Regions from separate parts of the Mus musculus genome. Here region 1 is linked to region 2. A link is a contact called in public HiChIP or PLAC-seq data. All regions are on one chromosome and are shown on one strand. The core of a region is the stretch at or near the end of the contact, and the rest is flanking DNA. Distances in the headings are between cores, read along the strand shown.

What was found. HiChIP or PLAC-seq counts read pairs in DNA pulled down with a chosen protein or histone mark.
Region 1: a CTCF HiChIP or PLAC-seq map of the NIH/3T3 cell line shows a contact between it and region 2, with 15 read pairs. The contact joins two enhancer-like sites. A contact is called at or near these places in 1 of 39 promoter capture datasets (the 3T3-L1 cell line), 1 of 15 datasets of contacts at CTCF or cohesin (the NIH/3T3 cell line), 2 of 484 Hi-C or Micro-C datasets (embryonic fibroblasts and tail fibroblasts) and 3 of 9 other capture datasets (adipose tissue, liver and pancreatic islet).

What each region holds. Positions count from the first base shown.
Region 1 is chr3:5,208,847-5,214,622 of GRCm38.p6, forward strand. All of the region lies in intron 1 of 2700069I18Rik (RIKEN cDNA 2700069I18 gene), which reads right to left. Among named protein-coding and RNA genes, the nearest start is that of Zfhx4, 6.8 kb to the right of the region's middle. Within about 2 kb of position 2,130, at least 95 of the 459 cell types and tissues checked have an H3K27ac peak or open chromatin away from gene starts, as enhancers often do.
Region 2 is chr3:5,143,908-5,149,531 of GRCm38.p6, forward strand. No RefSeq gene overlaps it. Among named protein-coding and RNA genes, the nearest start is that of Gm17308, 56 kb to the left of the region's middle. Within about 2 kb of position 2,939, at least 8 of the 459 cell types and tissues checked have an H3K27ac peak or open chromatin away from gene starts, as enhancers often do.

The sequences.
Region 1 (5,776 bases), core at 880-3,379, 64 kb after region 2:
CATATAGATTTGAAGACAATGGTATCCATTTAGATTGAAACCAAATTTCAATTCTGTGGTTTTTCGCAGATATTCACAGATCAGATTTGTACAAGATAATGTTATCTGAACATTCTCAGCATTCCAGTTTAGAGAAGACCGTGTTATCCCTGAAAGTTGTCTTTTAGCATATCCTGGGTTGTTTTCCAGGAGACTTTATGCCTGTTTTGATCCTTAATTATCTATATTGTGTAACTGTGATATTTTACTAGAGATATTCATCAATAACAAAATATAGGGCAAGTAAGAAAACCCAACTCAAGATCTCATTGAATTTTCTAAGGCTCAAAACTTGGCCCTCTGTCCTGCTTTTCTTCATCTGGCAACTGCTGTCTTTCAGTCTTTCCAGTTCTCCAGTATTTTATTTATGCCAAATAAAATTTAAAGTCTCACACACCAGAAGCTTTTATTAAAAAGTTAAATAAAATGTTTTTAAAGTTGCTTATTTAATGTACTGTTTCTGTGCATACTGTTTACATGCCACTTAAGTGAACTTAAACTTTTAGAATCCATACAAAGTTCCCTCAATAAGACCCATGAGCTTTATTAGTAAATGGATTCTCTATTCTATCCAATTTCAACAGGAAAACTTTGAAAACAGTGACAAAGTTAGAGATGCTTGGGGAACAGGTACCCCATGGCAACCTTATAGATTCTTATACAAATCACTGCCAATGGCTTCAGGGGGCAGAGGGGAAGTTTAAATTAAAAAGGAAGGTTATGCTTATTTCTCAAAAAAGAAAAGCCTGTCTTAGTTTACAGTTTGTCAGTGAACAATATAGTTCCAATCTGCTCCATATTAGACAATGCTCTTCAATGCTAATAAAATGTTTTCTTTCCATTTGGTTAATTAGCAGACTCTTCAAGAAGGGGGAAGGGATACAAAGACCAGGTAGGGCTGGAAGAAGCATTTTTTTTTTTTTTTTTTGGTCTCCTCTGCTTTTTCTCTTTATGGAAAAAAGATCTAGAACTTATGCAACAGACCAAAACACAATATATGAAAAGAAAAAGACAGTTTAAACTGAAGTTTAGGGCGTTCCCAAGTATTAGTGTTGAGTCACATTTCACATAACACTGACAGATAATAGTAATTTCTTATCATAACATTGTTATCCTTTTGGACCTGGAAAGCAAAATGCTTCATTTGTGTTGCTTAAGCAAATGACAGACTTGGCAAAGAAACCGTAGGCTTTGGGATAAGTCTTAAACATCTCTGAAGCTACTGGGATTTCGTTTGTGGACTACTGAAGCCGAAAGCAGATAGCTTTGGTTTATAATTTACAGAACTGGGACTCATTTGAGCTGCATGGATCTCTAGTTCTCCTTTCCCTCTTCAGAACTAAGTCGTATGGTAAGGCAATAAACAGATATGCACACACGTAGTCTGACATGGAGGCCGCAGTGGCTGTCCACTGCGAGCCCATGTGTGTGAGTGCAGTGGCCACTCGGCTTTTCCGCACATTCTTCCCTGCTGCTGTTGCCGCTGTCACGTCAGCCGGTGATTTGATAGGCTTGTCGGGTTGCCATGGTGTTGACTTCTTGCCTCCAAGGGGCTGCCCAATGACTGGAGGTCTGGGATTAAAGCGGGAAGAGGCAGCGGCCACAGCGATTTTCTGAGGCAGCTGCATCAGCTAGAAGAAGAAAAGGGACGAGGACTTTAGCCTGCTCTCCCTCTCAGGGCTCACAGTGAGGGAAAGAATAGAAAGGGTGGCCTGGTGAAACAGTGACCTTCGCAAACCAAAAGACACAAGGGAGGGTGGGAGACCACTAGGGAATAACTCTTGGCACACTGCACGTGCCAAGAAGAAAAATATTCCATAATTCGCTATTCACAATCACAGCCGGATAGGGTGGAAGAATTCAGAGTGAGGTAAAAGGTGTTTTAAAAGGTTCTGTTGCCCATCCCTCTACATCCAAGCCTTCATTCCCGCAGTGCGGTCAGTTGACAAAGAGACGCTTTTCAGAGAACTTTAAATCTCAGTCAGGCACTCATTTCAAGAACAGAAAGGGCGGTTAGTTGGCCATCAGGTGCAAGGAGTCAGGGGCAGAGACTGGGAATCCAGGAGCACGCTCCGTGTGCAATCCCCAGACGGAAACTGTAAACTGCGGGCTGCAGAGGAAAGAGCTCGCTTCTGTTATAAATTAGGAGTTAGGTGAAGGTTACGCAAAGAAGAAAAGGGAAAGTAAAGCTGCTAAAAGAATAGAGTAAAACCCCTGGGAGTTCAACTTGAAATCCCCCCCTCTCACTCCCTAACCCAAGGGGAGGAGGAGGAAGAGGAGGAGAGCACATTCTGGTGTGATGAGAACTCTCTGGAATGTCTGGAGGAGAGGTTTGAAGTACGAGGGTAAGAAGACCCCAGTTGCCAAATAAATGGCAGGAGAGAGGTGGGGGAGGGGAGGAACAGTGGAGACTTGTCCAGATTCACCGGAGGGGCTCAGCACCAGTGGGATTCCAGTAGAATGGAAACAGAGGTTTAGTTTAGGCTCCGAGCATACTGAGGGAGGAAGTGACTTGCTGTGAGTAGGAACTATGGCGAAGGTGCAAGCAGCTGAGTGCGAGGATGAAAAGGCAGCCTAAGTCAACTGGAAGGACTCCAGGCAGAAGCCATGGTCCTACACTGTATGCCGTGGGCAGAAGATGAAGGTGACAGTGGGTGGGTCAGAGTTCCAGGGAAGGGTGAGAAGCGCTCAAGCCATATGTCCTAGCTCGGCGCCCCTCTCCCAGCGACTCGGGGACTTTCCGGGAAGGACCAGCTGAGGGTCTCCAGAGTCGCAAGTCCCAAACATATGCCTCACTAACTACTTTATGGCCACTTTCTTTCATTGATCCTCTTTAGCAAACAAACACAAAGCCTTTGCAGCAACACTTGCCCTGCCCGCAGCTAGAATGTCCTAAGCTCTTAGCGACAGCAAATCTGACATTTCCAAATAAATCGTTTTTTTCCTCATCCTAGGTTGGGGGATTTTCGTCTTTGTTTTCCTATGTAATCCGGGATTCATATTTTAAAATGAGGAGACGACAACTCCAGCCTCAACTTTGTAAACCTAGTAGTAGTCACTTTTATTTGCATATTAATTTTTGCTAATCAGAAGTTACTCAGTTTGGAGGAAAACGCCGGCAAAGAAACCTACTGGTCTGCATCTACCGGAAAATTACACTAGTCTGGCAGGCACCATTAAGCAAGACCCCTTGAGTTGTCTCTGAAATCTACCTTTAAAAATAAGGAAAGTATTTATTTTAAAGTAGCCCCTTTTCAAACGCCGTTTCTGCCCGAGGTTTTTCTAGACAAGTCAAAGGGTTGTTGAATTATTCATTATTGTAATTACTATCATCATTGTCATTACCCCCTTCCATGTGGAAATAATTTTATTATCGTAATTTGATATCTGAAGAATTTCCTGTTAGTCGTTTGATAATCATTTCTTCTACTGAAAAGAAAAGTTTTGTTTATAAATGAGATAGAGAAAATGCTTTGATGTTTGCTATAGATTTCCGTTTATCTAATCGATCGGAATGCCAATAAAATCGATTAAAGGTTTAGTGTTTTACAAACAACCATTTTGTGCTTTTTGATTTTACGTTCAGAATGATTTTAATAAAGCTAATGTTTTCCTTTAACAGTCTCTCTTTAAAAAAAAAAGCTTCATCGTTTTCCCTTTTATTGTAAGAAGTTCCCACTTGAGGTTCACCAAATTAAAAAATACACACAAAAAATAAGCAATGGTTTAAATTTCATTCTCTTTCTGCCAGAGGTATTTAAATAAAGACCTTTAAAATCTTGGTGAATGATACCAATCATTCAGTGATTATGGGATATTAAATTAAACTTAGATAAATCCGCACTGAAGGAGGCAGGACCCAATCCTGAATTTATTTCCCATTTTCTCTAAAAGCATCACTGCGCTCCTCTCCTTGCAATGACAATGTGCCAAATCTGGGCATTTTGAAAACATTTTCCATATGCTTTAGCGGGGGACTGATAGAAGAAGAGAAGGGGATGATCTTTTGCTCTGAGGTATTTCATTTAACCTTTTCTCTTACACGTTAACTGATAATTCTTTAAAACAAAAGTTTGAAAATAATTTAATGCACTGTGCCTTTTCCACATTGCTGTTTATCCCTAAAATGCAGTTTTGCTTATAATCTAATGTGAAGCTATCATTTGTGTACCCTGACGACATTTTGTTTAAAAATAGTTAATCAATTTGGTCTCTGCTGGTTGTCTTTGTAATTAAATGTGGACTTAATTATATATTTGGGAACTTAAATCAGATAGGCTGTTTGTGATAGAATTCAATGGAGCTTTTGTGCCTCATATTTGAGGACATTCCCTACAATGGTGCTGGCTTTTCCTTAACCAGTATATCTGTACTATTGTCTTAAAGTGAATGTTTAGATAAATGTAGTGTCATGTTTTAAAATGCTTTTATTTGGTAGCCAGCTCAGAATACCATTTCTATAGAAGTTTATTGACATGATTTTAAAAGATCACAATTTTGTCTTCTATTCCACGATCAGTTATTTCTTTCTCTCCTGTTTTTTTCTTTGTTTTTGTTTTTGTTTTTGTTTTTTGTTTTGTTTGTTTGTTTTCCATCTCTATCTTTTCACATCTGGATTGTTCCGTTGGAGCTTCTCCCCAGACTAATAGCTCCATATGTTAGAGGAGAATGGGCTTGTGATCCTGGGCTTGTGTGCTTTGTGGGTGGTAGTGGTGATAAGAAGTCCTCCTTAATTGCAATAAGCGATGTTGAAGAGCTTGTGAAGTTAGTCAACTGCTATTGTTTGGGAAGAGTCCCCGTCTGATTTTGTTTATAAACACTGGGCTTGATGCCCAGAGGGAAAAGAGGTCACTGTACTATCTGAGCTCTGACCTCCAGGAGGCCAGAGGGCTCTGACTCCCTCCCCCCCCTTTTTTTTCTTCTCTCCCTTAATTCTTCTCCCTCCCGTGGCACCCTGTGTAGCTCCTCCTTCCTTTCCCATTCTTAACTTTAACTGTGTCTGAGTTTACATAATGAGCTTTCCCACCCCAAAGGTCAGAGCCTCCAGAGAAAAGGTCTAAAGTAGATTGCCTCTGAAATAAAAGCCTAAAGTTTCTCCAGAAAGAGAAAAATCTATAAAGGTTTAGAGCAGAGACCTTGGAGCATGAGTGTTATTTTAAGATAAATAAGTAAATAAATATGTAAGTAAATAAATAATAGTATAAAGGAGATAAGAACCAGTCTAGAGGAAATCAGAAAGGGATTCAAGTGTCCACAAATACTACACACATACAGAGAGGCTTAACATGCTCTCTCCCCTTTGAATGCCACTGCGTTTACCTCTCATATCAAAGATGGTATGTTGCTTCTCCACGTTAACTCATATTGTAACACATACGGGCAGACGCTCGCGCTTGCGTGCACACACACACACAAACACACACACACACACACCTTTGTTACTGCTCCAGGAAACACACTTTGTTCATAATAAGGTTTGGACAGACACACACACCTTTTGAATTATCTCACTGTAAATCTGTGCTTGAGACACCTTCCCAAGCAAGCCCTGTACTTTTCCGTTCATTTTCAATCAATGTCCCATTTCCTCCTGACCTATGCAAATCCTCATATCCCTACACACACACACACACACACACACGGGAGAGAGAGAGAGAGAGAGAGAGAGAGAGAGAGAGAGAGAGAGAGAGAGAGAGAGAGCAGTCTTTGGTATCAAGTTTTAAGTGGATTGGAATGA
Region 2 (5,624 bases), core at 1,689-4,188:
TTTTATGGGCTGTTTCATCCTCCTATTCCATCCAATCACCATTTCAGACAGGAATGTAATGGTAGTCTGAGTGTTCAGCAACAGGTGAACTCTGAAGGTGTTCATTTTATTTATCAGGGATTACTGTATAATTGCCAATGATCTTTTAAAAGAAGGAACACATTTTCTAAACATCTTGTGTTTTATTTTGTAGGTTTGACTTTGAGGGGGCTGTTGTTGCTGTTATTTTAGGGTTTGACCCTGAGTATTGCTTGCTCATAGAATGTGCAAAAGAATGAACAATATAGATCATATACCTCCTAGTTCCAAAGCATTCACCATGCATCCCCATCAAAGACAAACTGGGCTTCACAGCTTAGCTTAAAGCCTTGACTTTACTGCTGGCTATGGTTTTAGTTCTTGTGTAGTGAGCATCCTGCTCACTTCTATGCTCAGGTCACATGCAATGTTGCAGGCAGATGCTATGCCTAATAAGACAAGTTTTATTGTTTTTGTTTGTTTGTTTGTTTTGCTGTCAAAAGTAGTAGTAATAATCCTCCCTATAGAACTTTAGTTATAACACAGAGCCAGAGAACAAGCCACAGGAAAGCATAACAGGAAGTGGAGTGAAAATGCCCCAAACTCAGAACATACATGTATGCAAGTGTCAAAAATAAAAACAAATAAGTAAATAGATCAAAATTTAGGATGAGAAATTAGCTTAGATCTAACATTTAAAATGTCAATGGTGGTTTCTAAATAGAAGTAATTAATTTTAGGAGGAAGATGAGTTAAAAGTATGCTTTTCCAAAAATTATGTTTCAGGTCATTTAAGAGAAGAATATGGGGTATTCATTAAACCCTAGATTAGGAGGAAAACTTAGAATTCACCATTGGGATTTTGAATCCATTTGAACCTCTATTGGGGTTTCTGAGCCTCCCTTTTTACCAATAGAGGTTCAAATGGATTCAAAATGTTCACTAACAGATGAGAAACAAGTGCATCTTTTTCTTAAACAGAGTCAAATAGAGTGTATATCATTAGAAGGTTTTAAGTGAGTGATATTTTAAGAATCAGAGCAATCTTAACTATTTTCCAATCTTAACTATGTTTCTTCTCACTAATTTAATATTCATATCTATCATTGCAGTTCATTTATATCCATGCATTTTAAATATTGAGATTCAGATTTTTCACATATTCCAAAGTTGTCCTTTACATCTTCTTTAACTGATTGGTAAGAATCCTTTCCTTGACTTTGGGATGTATTAGACTGTCAGAGAAACTGAAATAATGAGAGCATATCTGTAAATATATGAGTCCACCAAACACCTAAAGAAAATATATACAATATTGCATATACATTCTGTTTCACATGAGCTTAATGTAAAATAAGATGTTCTTCTGATAATAATTCTAGGCTGAGTGTGTTTCTAAACTTTATTACAGTTTTACTTTTTACTATTATAAAACTTTACATTAAAAACTAAAGCAAAAATATCTGCTGGATCCTGCAGATGCTACTGATGTCCCAATGCTACCTACCCACTAACAGTGCCAGCTATGCCCTTAAGCATTGATAATTGGCCCTTGACCCTGTATGTGTTGATTGTCCAAACCAAATCCTTGACCACAGGCACACATTAAAATTCACGCCAATTCTTCTCAGTGTTTGTGACTGATAGTGAGGAATGTCAGAGTACCTGCTTGCAGTGCATCTAGTTCCTAATTTGGGGTAGACTGTCTTGTGATTACTGAGGACATTTCCCCTTCTTGAAAAATTCTGAGGAAAAGGATGCACATCTGAGTTTCATGATCACTGGCTGCCCTACTTTTGTTGAGGCACTATTTGGTTTGTGGAGTCTTCTCATATTTGATGACAAATCCGATCTCTAGTTCCTTCATCATCAAAAACTGTACAGTATAATAAGAAGGTGGGAGGGAAATATGAGTAGAGGGAAGTGGAAAAAATCAATTTTATCTTCTACAATCACAGGAAATAAACTCTGGGTTATCCTGCTTTATTGCATTAGATCTGATTCATCAAATGTATGATATTTTATTTCACCAGTTTATTCATAAAATATCATGTATCACATTATATGATAAACTGGAGTTACTGGGTGAGTCACTGGGTTTCTCATCCAAGTTCATTTAGAAAAAGACATTACCCTGTATTTCTCCCTAGACTATGAGAGACCTCAAGAAGAAAAATAAACTTTTTGGCTTTTTCAGTATTAGTCACGGTGCACTTTTTTGCTGTGTAAAGGGCAGATATTTGGTCCCCAAAATAGAAGCCAATGTTCTAAGAACTAAAGGACTTCAATAATGTTACAGAAATTGAGATACAAAAAGAGATAGCAGTTTTTTAGATTCTTATCCTAGGCACAGGACACTGGAACACATTGCTCTCATAAAGACAAGTAACTGGTAAGAGTCTTCTGATTCCTCTTGTCCCACAGGCAATAATGTCTCTCTGAGTAAGCAAAGCTTTTTCCTGTCCCCTCACTTTAGGAGAGTATGTATAAAAAAAGTATCACACCTTGGTGTTCAAAGAAAACTTCCCAAATTGAAAGAGGAACTACCAAACTTAGCATTTGTTTTTCACTACAGACAGATGAAGCAGGGCATTCAGCTACTTAGAAACTGCATCCAAAATGTGAGAAATGATGTTTGTCCCCAAACAGTCATATGACAAACACATGTGCTTGTAAAAGAGCTCACTCCAAACCATACACTGAAGTGAAAAGAGAGTTAAAGATGTATTTTATTTGATGAGCCATGTGCAAATCTTAGTGTATGTTCACAACCTCATTAAATATATGGCAGCCCCTTTGGAACAAACTGAACATGGTCCCAAACTTCCTCAGCCTGTTTTGGGAAAAAGAACTACTGGGCAATCTGAGCTCCAAGCCACAAGGCAACCACAGGAGCCACAAACATGGTTGGATAGATAAATTTAGAAACAAAGAGTACAGAGTCTGGATGCTCCTTGGAAGTCTAGAGGCAGAGCAAGAACCAGTTACTTGTGGTGTTACTCTGTTTGTTCATTTATACCATAGTTTAAAAGGTAAAACTGTAAAACTACAACTGCTTCCAAGTCTACACCCTCAACTCACCTATGCATGAGAAGCATTAATAAAAATCTCAGCTGGCAAGGTAAAACCAACAAAGTTCATAACTGCCAATACCCATATGAAAAGTTATGTATTCTCAGTAGCATAATAATTCTTGACCTGTGCCATCAATGCCCTAGCACTTAGAGTTTCTCAGAACAGATTTCCTCCAACGAGCTTGTGATAGTCTCTGTGGGTAAATGGATGTGTCCTTGGAGACTCAGGTCATCTCATAATTTTCTCAAACTTAGAGTTTCATTGCTCTGATAACCTTTGAAAACTTAATACAAAATAATCTGGATCATCTGCAGGATCCCAATCTGCCATTTGACTTGTGCTTACAAACAAATTGATGCCACATGGTATTCTAGAGGGAAAAAGAAATGGCTTTAATATATAAACCATGTACTTACCACTAAATGGAGGCCAAATGCTGTCATGATTTACTGTACAAAAGAAGTTTTCACAGCAGTTCCCAAAGGGCAAATTGGAGTGAACTGAATCATCACATAGCACAGAATAAAGTACCCCCCAGCAGCCCCTGCCTTCCAGAAGCCAGCAAAGGCTGTTCTTTGTGCCAGCTTCCACTCCCATGAAACACCTGGAGTAGAGAGATGCTAGGGAGGATCAAGAGTAGCTCATGGATGTTTACTAAGGGCATAAGAAAAAAATTAACCTTTGAGCAGGTAGCAAATAAGGAAGGCAAAAGATTGAGCAGAAACAACTGAGAGATTATTAACAGAGACTTTGTAGTGCAAATCAGATCTCTTGTTCTGGTAATCCAATATGCAGCTGTTTTAGGTGCCTGTTCTAAGAGCAGGTCTAAACTAGGATTCCAAACCTGGGAACTTTGTGAGGAAGATTTTAAAGAAAGTTATACATCTTAATGAAAATGGCACACAGATAACCAGATAAGTTTAGTACAATCTGGGACATAGGGAGGAACACTTGGCGTCATGGAAAAGAAAATATTTTTATTTCTCTATTTATTTAGTTATTTATTTTATTTTTTAAATGCCATATTTTATTCCTCCCCAATCCCCATCCACCCTCCAACTGTTCCACATCTTATACCTTCTCCCCACTTCCCTCTCTCTATTTAGATGTCTCCACTCCCTACTCTTCTAAACTCCCTGGGGACTCCAGTCTCTTGAGGGTAGGTGCATTATATCTGAATGAACACAGACCTGACAGTCCTCTACTGTATGCGTGTTGGGGGGCCTCATATCAGCTGGTGTATGCTGCCTGTTTCGTGAGAGATCTTGGGGGTCCAGATTAATTGAGACTGCTGGTCCTCCTACAGGATCACTCTTGTACGCAGCTTCTTTCAACCTTCCCTAATTAAACAACAGGGGTCAAATGCTTCTGTCCATTGTTGTGGACATGGGTACCAGAGGTTTTTCATAGAGATCTCTGTCAAGGCCTACTGCGAGGGTTCAAGCGAAAGGAAGCAAGTGCAGGCAGGAAGCCTAAGTCTCTGCTGTGCCTTCCAGGTAACTCTAAACAGCTCTGACTGAGTCAGGTAGTGCTGGGCAGACAAAAACCAACTATCCGCAGAGGAGTGTGGTGGGACTTCGGGTGGCTCTTCGGTAGAGAAGATCTCTTCTCACGTGTTACTTACAGCTCTTGGAAAAAAAGACTAAGATGAAGGAATAGTTCTGGCGCACCTTTAATTCCCTGCACGGATTTATATACAGTTCTGGGGGTGATTCAGGATTTGACTGCAGGTACCTCTCACTGGCTTGGACTGAGAGTTTGGGGGGAAACCTTATTTGCATGTGGGAAGATTTGGTGCTGTTCCTACATAACTAATAGCCATGAGCCTCTCCTGTGGGGGCTGTGGGGGCGGTAAATTCAACAGGAGCCAGGAGTCCAGGAGACATGATTGAACGCCTTCTGTCCCATGTAGGTGGAAATTACCACCCACCGGGTCCCACCAGAGATCAAGACCTAAGCTCCACTGGAGACCAGGCTGTCTATGCATAGCCCATTGCCCCACACATTGGTTGGGTACAAATATTTACATCTGGCTCTTTGAGCTGCTTGTTGGGTCTCCCAGCGTGCGGTAATGCTAGGATCATTTTTGTGAGCTCTTCATAGCCTCAGTAATAGTGTCAGGCCTTGGGACCTCTCCTTGAGCTGGATCCCACTTTAGGCTTGTCGCTGGACCTTCTTTTCCTCAGTCTCCTCTCCATTTCTATCCCTGTAATTCTTTCAGACAGGAACAATTATGGGTAGAGTTGTGACTGTGGGATGAACCCAATGGTTCATGCTCTAAGATCAAGAATTGATAAATGGGACATCATGAAACTGGAAAGCTTCTGTAAGGAAAAGGACATAGTCAATAAGACAAATCAGCAACCTATAGATTGGGAAAAAAATCTTCACTCACCCCACATCCGATAGAGGGCTAATATCCAAAATATATAAAGAACTCAAGAAGCTATTCAAAAAAAAAAAAAATCAAACAACCCAATCAAAAAATGGGGTTAAGAACTAAACTGAAATTTCACAACTGAAGAATCTCG